2 separate regions of the Xenopus tropicalis genome follow, and region 1 is linked to region 2. The links are chromatin contacts, called in public Hi-C maps. All regions are on one chromosome and are shown on one strand. Each heading gives the region's core, a stretch centred on a gene start, on an enhancer-like site or on the middle of the called end of the contact. The rest is flanking DNA. Distances are from core to core; before and after follow the strand shown. Region 1 overlaps cuedc1 (CUE domain containing 1). Region 2 overlaps tada2a (transcriptional adaptor 2A).

Region 1 (3,738 bases), core at 1,121-3,620, 140 kb before region 2:
AGATGAGAAGGAATACTGTTCAAGGAGAAACTGCTACAGCTCAGGCAGGCATTTCTATCTGATTTATTCTGTCATGGTACAGTATAGCTATGCACAATTTTACCACAAGGCCTCCCTAATGGAATGTACTCCTTTTGATCATCAACTTGTCTATAAAAAGTGAAACCATCATTAAACTAGAATTATTACCTGAATACTATCCATCTGTTGGGGTAAAATGCGTAGAAAATCATCTGGTAGGTTACCCACTAAAGGAGGATTCCACTTTCTGCACCTTTTTGCTACTTGAGGGCCACTGAAACTCTGCACATCAGTCCTACAAAGAAATTGAAAAAAAATGTATAATAAATATTCAATTTTACAGAAAAGTATTTAAAAAGCAAACATGATTTATTTCTAGTTTAAAGTAGAAAGAAGAAGGTAAGCTTTATAAGAAAGGTCTATGTAAATACAGTCATAAGCACAGTAATGATGCACTGAGTCCTCTATCAAAAGAAACACAGGATTTCTTGTATGTAAATATGATGTTACAGTGTTTGACTTCCTCTCTCAGAAACATCCTTAATTCCTGTGGCCAGAGTCTGCCCAGTTCTCTCCTCTCTCCTGCTCCCCCAACCACTAGAACTCCCTCCCCCCTCCCTTAGGAATGTGTGATCTGAGCTATAGCTAGAGCTGCAGGAAGGAAGCTACTTAAAATGGCAGCTGCTGTCTTGAGCAAATGGATAAAGCTTCTAAAGCTGTTTACTCTGGTATAGTAATGGTTTCTGCAGAATCAATATAGTGTTCTAGGTGGCACTAATGTGGCAAATCTATCGGTAGTAAAATGACAAAATGACTTTTCTTCTCCTTTAATCACTGCATATCTAGTATTTATGGCTTTATAGATGGACTAGTCTGTGTTTTTTTGGCCATACACTGAAAGATCCGCTCATGGTCGCCAAACAAGGTTGAATAAAAAGGTGGCCAAGAAGAGGTGATTATGGGGCCATAAGATCGCTATGTATAAATATACAAGGGGACCATATAATAAACTGATGGTTTATTAACCAATAGGTCTGTCCAGCAGAAACGAGGGCATCCATTCAGTTGTGAGAGCTGTGAAGTTGTGGAATTCTCTCCCTGATGCAGCTGTACTGGCTGATACATTAGACAGCGCCAAGGATTTTAAGCAAGGGGAAAATACACTACAGGTATGGGACCCGTTATCCAGAATGCTCGGGACCTGGGGTATTCCGATTAAGGGGTCTTTCCATAATTTGGATCTCCTACCTTGTCAACTAAAAAAATTATTTAAACAGTAGTTAAATCCAATAGGATTGTTTTGGTTCCAATAAGGATTTATTATATCTTAGTTGGGATCAATTACAAGGTACTGTTTTATTACTACAGAGAAAAAGGAAACCATTTTTAAAAATGTGTATTATTTCATTAAAATGGAGTCTATGGGAGATGGCCTTTCCGTAATTCAGAACTCTCTGGATAATGGGTTTCCGGATAAGGGGTCAGATACCTGTATTACAGAAACTCTCAGTAGAGTTTTCACAGTGACTGGTCTAATAGCCCACTTGTATCCAAGCAGGAATTTTTTCCCCTCTGAGGCATATTAGAGAGGCTTCAGATGGGGGTCTTCATAATAGGAGAACAAAATTTTTAAGCACTGTTTTTACTAATCAGCAAAGCAATGAGCCTGGTTATACAAAAAAAGTGACAAAAATGTCTCAATCTTTTACTGAAAATTTCAACATCTCTTTTCCCATTTCAGATCTGGCAGAAACCACTGTTTCCCATGGGAGGCTGAAAAACTCGTTTTTGGCAAAAAGAAAGAAAAAAAAAAACCCCATTGCATTATACTTACTAATTGAAATGCTATGCAGGTACAAAAACGTTCTACTGTTTTCTTTCCAGCATCAACAGCTATTTTAATACTAAAGGAAACATTTTGATTCTTTACAAACACACCACTCCTACCTACACAAAAACCAGTGAAATACATTAAAATAAGAAACATTCATTCTTTTGCAGTTTATAAAGAGGCCTTTTGTTCTTTAACTGATGCCTTACAATGAAAAACATTCACGGATATATTTAAAGGAAGGCTAAATAATGTATTAAATAATGTATTAACAAACTGAGGTGCCTACATTATTTCTTGTTATTAGAAATCACAAGACAAGGCAGTTCTCAACTTAATCTTAAAAGATATCTACCAAGATTTTTTAAAGCACGGTACTGGTTTGAGCAAGTTGTGCATTTGAGAAGGGCACTTCTATAATAATAAAGCATTCTCCACAATTGCTTAGTGACTTCAGCCCATAGGAATGTGAAGATTTAATTAGAAAACAAATAGCTGCAGTTCTGCAAAGCCCCAGTGTGTGGCACAGTTTGTATGCATTTCTACTGAGCAGACTATAGCAGACTAAGCACACAAAGCTTGTTTCTAGGCAAACATCAGATTATTTGCTGTGCATGACTGAATCTTAATTTGCTGCTTGTGTGTAGTTTAGCAGGAAGCACTGAGGAACATTTTAAAATATAATTACCAAAAAGCTTTAGAAAAAATAATATTCATTTGAAAAAGCAGAAAAGGTCATGTCTCAGAACTTTTCATTTTTTGATATACTTTTGTAATTAAGAGTAGTAATGTGTAATTAAGTAAAGAGATGTTTATTTTATATCACTGAAAAGATTAAAATCAGAGGATTTTAGACTTTAAAGGACATGTAAAGCCTATATTTGCCTACAATGTATATCAGTTGGGCATGTCTCCCCCACCCAAATGGCATCATGTGTACTGCATATATACACTCCGCTTGCCAGCACCATTACATTTTCCTAAAGCAAATAGCAGCTGTTGGCCATTTTTCCTCTGATACATAATAATAGATACATTTAAATCTGCAAACAGCATACACACACACAGACCCTTATTCAGCATACATTTCATCAAGAATTCAGGCTCACACAGGCACAACTGTCTTTGATAAAAGTTCTGCTTTGTTGAGCTGAGCTCAGGAGAGGAGGTTAGGAGAAAAAAATTGAAGCAGACAGCTAGAGATGAGTTTCTATGGGAACCAACAATGCCATCTCTTCACTGGCTGCTGGACTGGAGGGTGTGTTTAGTAATCTGAGCTTAGAACAACTAAGCATGCCCAAAAGCCAGAAGTCAAAGCAAATTCCTGAGGAAGGGGGGCAAGTTGGTCTCAGGAGAAGTAAATCTAATCTCTAATCTCAGACCAATTTAATTGCTTTTTATGATGAGGTGAGTAAGAAGCTGGACAGTGGGGATGAAGTAGATATAATCTATTTGGATTTTGCCAAAGCATTTGATACCGTTACCCACAAACGATTGCTTTCTAAACTAAGGTCTTAGTGAAGTCGTTTGCACATGGATAGAAAACTGGCTACAGGATCGGGTACAGAGGGTGGTTGTTAATGGTACAGTCTCTACTTGGAAAAAGGTTCTCAGTGGGGTCCCTCAGGGTTCTGTACTGGGTCCACTTTTGTTTAATTTGTTCATAAATGACTTGGGGGAGGGTATTATAAGTAATGTATCAGTGTTTGCAGATGACACAAAACTGCAGACCAGTCAATTCTATCCAGGATGTGACATCCTTGCAGCAGGATCTTGACCAACTGGCAATCTGGGTGGCTAAGTGGCAGATGAGATTTAATGTGGATAAATGTAAGGTCATGCACCTAGGATGTAAAAATATGCAAGCCACTTATACCCTTAATGGG
Region 2 (3,516 bases), core at 847-3,346:
TTCAATACATAACCCCCAACTTTTAAAAAATTTTTTTAAACATTAGCTAAATCCAATAGGATTGTTTTGCCCCCAAACAGATTCATGCTGCTTAGTTAGAATAAAATACATAGTACTATTATTATTACAGAAATGAAATGGTTTTTTTTAAAAAGGACTCTATAGTGTGTAGGGTTCTCATCCGTCTCCATTTCCTGAGGACAGGCGCCATTTTGACACCTAGATCCGTAGGAAACATCCCCATTTGCTGCCAATAACACAAGTAAATCTGACAGACAAAGGGGTTATTAATGGTTAACTTATCTATATTTGAAGGTAAAATCTCAATGTATTGAAAGCCTTAATTACTTAAGTCAAATATTAATAGTTCCAGCAAGTCATGTTTCTGCCTTGCTACAGTATGTAAACTTTCCATTGTTTGTGGTGTGGGGTTGTGGATTCTTTTTGTCCTTCAGGTTCAAAATTCTTTTCCTACAATTTATGCATGTATATAAAAATTAGGGGTGCACCAAATACAGGTTTTCAGTTTCTGGATTTGGCCAAGATTCTGCCTTTATCGGCAGGATTTGTACAAATCCATGCTCCTGGTTGAACTGAATCCTAAAAATCATGTGACTTTTTGGCATTTAATCACGGAAATTGAAAATATCTTGCCTCGCTCTGCTCACAGCGAGATTTAACCCTTCCAAAACCTTATTAGCATATGTTAATTAGAGTTTGGATTCGGTTCAGCCGAATCCTTTACAAAGGGTTTGGGGGTTCGGCAGAATCTAAAAGTGGATTCAGTGCATCCCTAATACAAACGAGTGGAAAGCATGGAATCTTATACATAACTTAAATGGCAAGCCATCTTAATGTATTGCTGACAGGGTTCTAATAAGTTCAATTCGACCATATGTTTAAAGGAGACATATCCTATAAAAATTATGAATGTTCCAATGAATTATACTCCTCTAGATATAGAAGGATTGGGCTTAAAAATGTTGTGTTTCGAACTGATTTTTTGAGAAATTCCACAAAAACCCCACTAGCCTCGCCCATCTGTTCCACTTCCTGCTGGCTGAATTCTCTGGATGAGCTGGGGAGCCGGCGGCCCTCCGTACACTGCACTGTAGGATAGGAACCAATCAGCAGCTAGGCTGACCTGATAGGGAACTGAAGCCTGTCTTTGCTTGTGTGAGTGCAGGGCTGTGATTGGCTCTCCCCCTCCTACTGTGCTTCTGGCAGGGACCGTTAGGACACACCCGCTCTTCATTTCACACTGGACAGAGAAGTGATACGATCTATAGGGAGCTCTAATAAAGGGGCCATTTTTACAGATAGGATTAATTTTTAGCCCAAAGGGAAACCAGCACCGTATATTATTCATAATTGCCTACAAAATTAGCGTTTTTTCCCATTTATCCAATATGTCTCCTTTAATAATTACTAGCTGAAGATGTGCTTCTCCATATGTAGAACAGCAGAAGCCTAGGTTTGCTCATAGCTAGTGCAGAGATATCATAAAGCTATGCCAGTATAGGCCATTCTTCAGTTTTTCATCATCAATTTTAAATCAGAGATAAACAAACCATAATTTTTGGATTGACTGACCAAATACTGAAACCATGAATTTGTGTATTAATTCGAAAATATCCTTGCAGTTCAGCCAAATCCTAAAACAAATCTTGGATATGGTGCTACGCTATTTGCAAAAATGCTACTAGATTAAAAATTTATTAAGCATAAATGTGAGGATAAAAGAACACTTACTTTGAAATTTCCTAAGATTTATAAGGCCATGCTCTCTTATAATTCTGAAATGTGAAAACAAAAATGTATTTTAGCAAGTCTCTTTTCTGTAATAAAACAATGTTTCAATTCCAAGGCAATGATTGCCAAGCAAAAAGGGGATGTAAAGTCATCCCTTTAGGTTAAGGATTATGATAGAATTTCTAAAAACAAGAAACTTTCCAATATACATGCTTTGTTTTATTCTCACTGTTCTCTAAATAATCAATTGATTTCCTTTGCTGCCACAGGCAGCCTCAGTCAGTCCATTGCTTTGTTGCTGCAGTAATCCTATCCCTCTCTTATTGCTCAGTCCTCTGTGTGCAACAGGAGCCAATCAGAGGCAAGTATGCTCGTTTGCTGCCTGTGTATTCTCTGTTCCAACTGGCCGTGGCTACACTGAGAGATAAGAACAGCCCGCAATTGCCCAAGTTTCTTGTACAGCTGAGGCAGGGCTGGCTGAGGCTGCTTGTTATCTTCACAACTGTAAGAATAAAATAAAGCATGTATATTGGAAAATTGCTGGTTTTTACAATAATGGGATGAGTTTACATCTCCTTTAAAAAGTAGATTATGATCTACCACTAGACCTGGTGTTCAGCATTATCTACCAACAGTACCATTAAATCAGTGATCCCCAACCAGTGGCTCATGAGTAACATGTTGCTCCCCACTCCCTTGGATCTAAGTAACCTCAAAGTAGGGGCCCCATTTTTAAATCTGTGTCTTGGAAGCAAGTTTTCAAAGCAAAGCACATTTTTTAGACAGTTTTACTCCAACCAGAGCCTCTTACAGGCAAAAAGTCCACATCAGCCTACCAAATCACAGCCCTTATTTAGTATACTCAAGGAACGTTATTCATGCTTGTGTGGAAAAAAAATAAAAATTGTGTTCCCTGTATTAGATCATCTTTATAGGCACTCTTCATTCTTAAAATAACGATTCAGCAAATGAGTACTGATATGGATTATGAAAAGGGGACTGAAATGTGGCTTTTTTTTTTTTTTTTTTTTTTTTTTTTTAGAGTAGTTCAAAGATGATAATTTTTTTATGTGAACTACTACTTCAGGCTGTGAAAACTTTACACAAATTACAACTCATATTGCTAGTCTGGGCACCCCTGCACTAGTCTGGTAATCATTTTTAGTATAAACTAAGAAAAAAGTATTTTTTAGTTTTTGTGCAACCGATTTTCCCTCTCTTTAAAGGACAAGGAAACTGTTTTTTTGTATATACATCACCATTCAGTTAGTACCTCCTTGCTCTTCCAGATAGCTAGCTTTATTTTCACATATACCATTTCCAAAAGCAGTAACATCGTTAATGAGTTTTCCTTTTAAGTCTGTTGTGTTCACCATATTTGATGCACCTACATCATGAAGAACGACCATTTAGAGCAGTGGTCCCCAACCTTTTTCGCACCAAAGACCGGTTTCAAGTAAGACAATTTTTCCAAGCACCGGGAGTGGGGGGGTGGCGCAACTAGTGCATGGTATATAATTTAATTATTACATATAAAATGTAAATGTAATTATTTCATTTTATATTATGCACTTTTATTTTTATTATTACTACTACATTATAAAGTATGATACAGCTCAGTGGGAGACCTGAGCTTGTCTCCCTGCAACTAGATGTGCCCAGCCCCTTTGCTCTTCTTACTCTCACCAAAGTGGTGACATCCCCTGCCAGTTAGTATGGAGCTTTAAGTACTTTGGTCCTTGTCGCAATCAGTAGAAAGCTCCC

Evidence for each region. Hi-C and Micro-C count contacts between places; a contact is called where the count stands out from the background.
Region 1: a contact with region 2 is called in a Hi-C map of neurula embryo, with 2.8 times the contacts expected there. The contact joins two enhancer-like sites. A contact is called at or near these places in 2 of 5 Hi-C or Micro-C datasets (gastrula embryo and neurula embryo).

What each region holds. Positions count from the first base shown.
Region 1 is chr2:76,218,158-76,221,895 of UCB_Xtro_10.0, reverse strand. It overlaps cuedc1 (CUE domain containing 1), which reads right to left. Exons shown (of 11, transcript NM_001016217.2): 4 at 190-316. Among named protein-coding and RNA genes, the nearest start is that of cuedc1, 47 kb to the right of the region's middle. Within about 2 kb of position 2,370, at least 4 of the 11 cell types and tissues checked have an H3K27ac peak or open chromatin away from gene starts, as enhancers often do. A contact at or near this core is called in neurula embryo, where this site is marked.
Region 2 is chr2:76,081,566-76,085,081 of UCB_Xtro_10.0, reverse strand. It overlaps tada2a (transcriptional adaptor 2A), which reads right to left. Exons shown (of 15, transcript NM_001016651.2): 9 at 1,753-1,796. Among named protein-coding and RNA genes, the nearest start is that of tada2a, 13 kb to the right of the region's middle. Within about 2 kb of position 2,096, at least 3 of the 11 cell types and tissues checked have an H3K27ac peak or open chromatin away from gene starts, as enhancers often do. A contact at or near this core is called in neurula embryo, where this site is marked.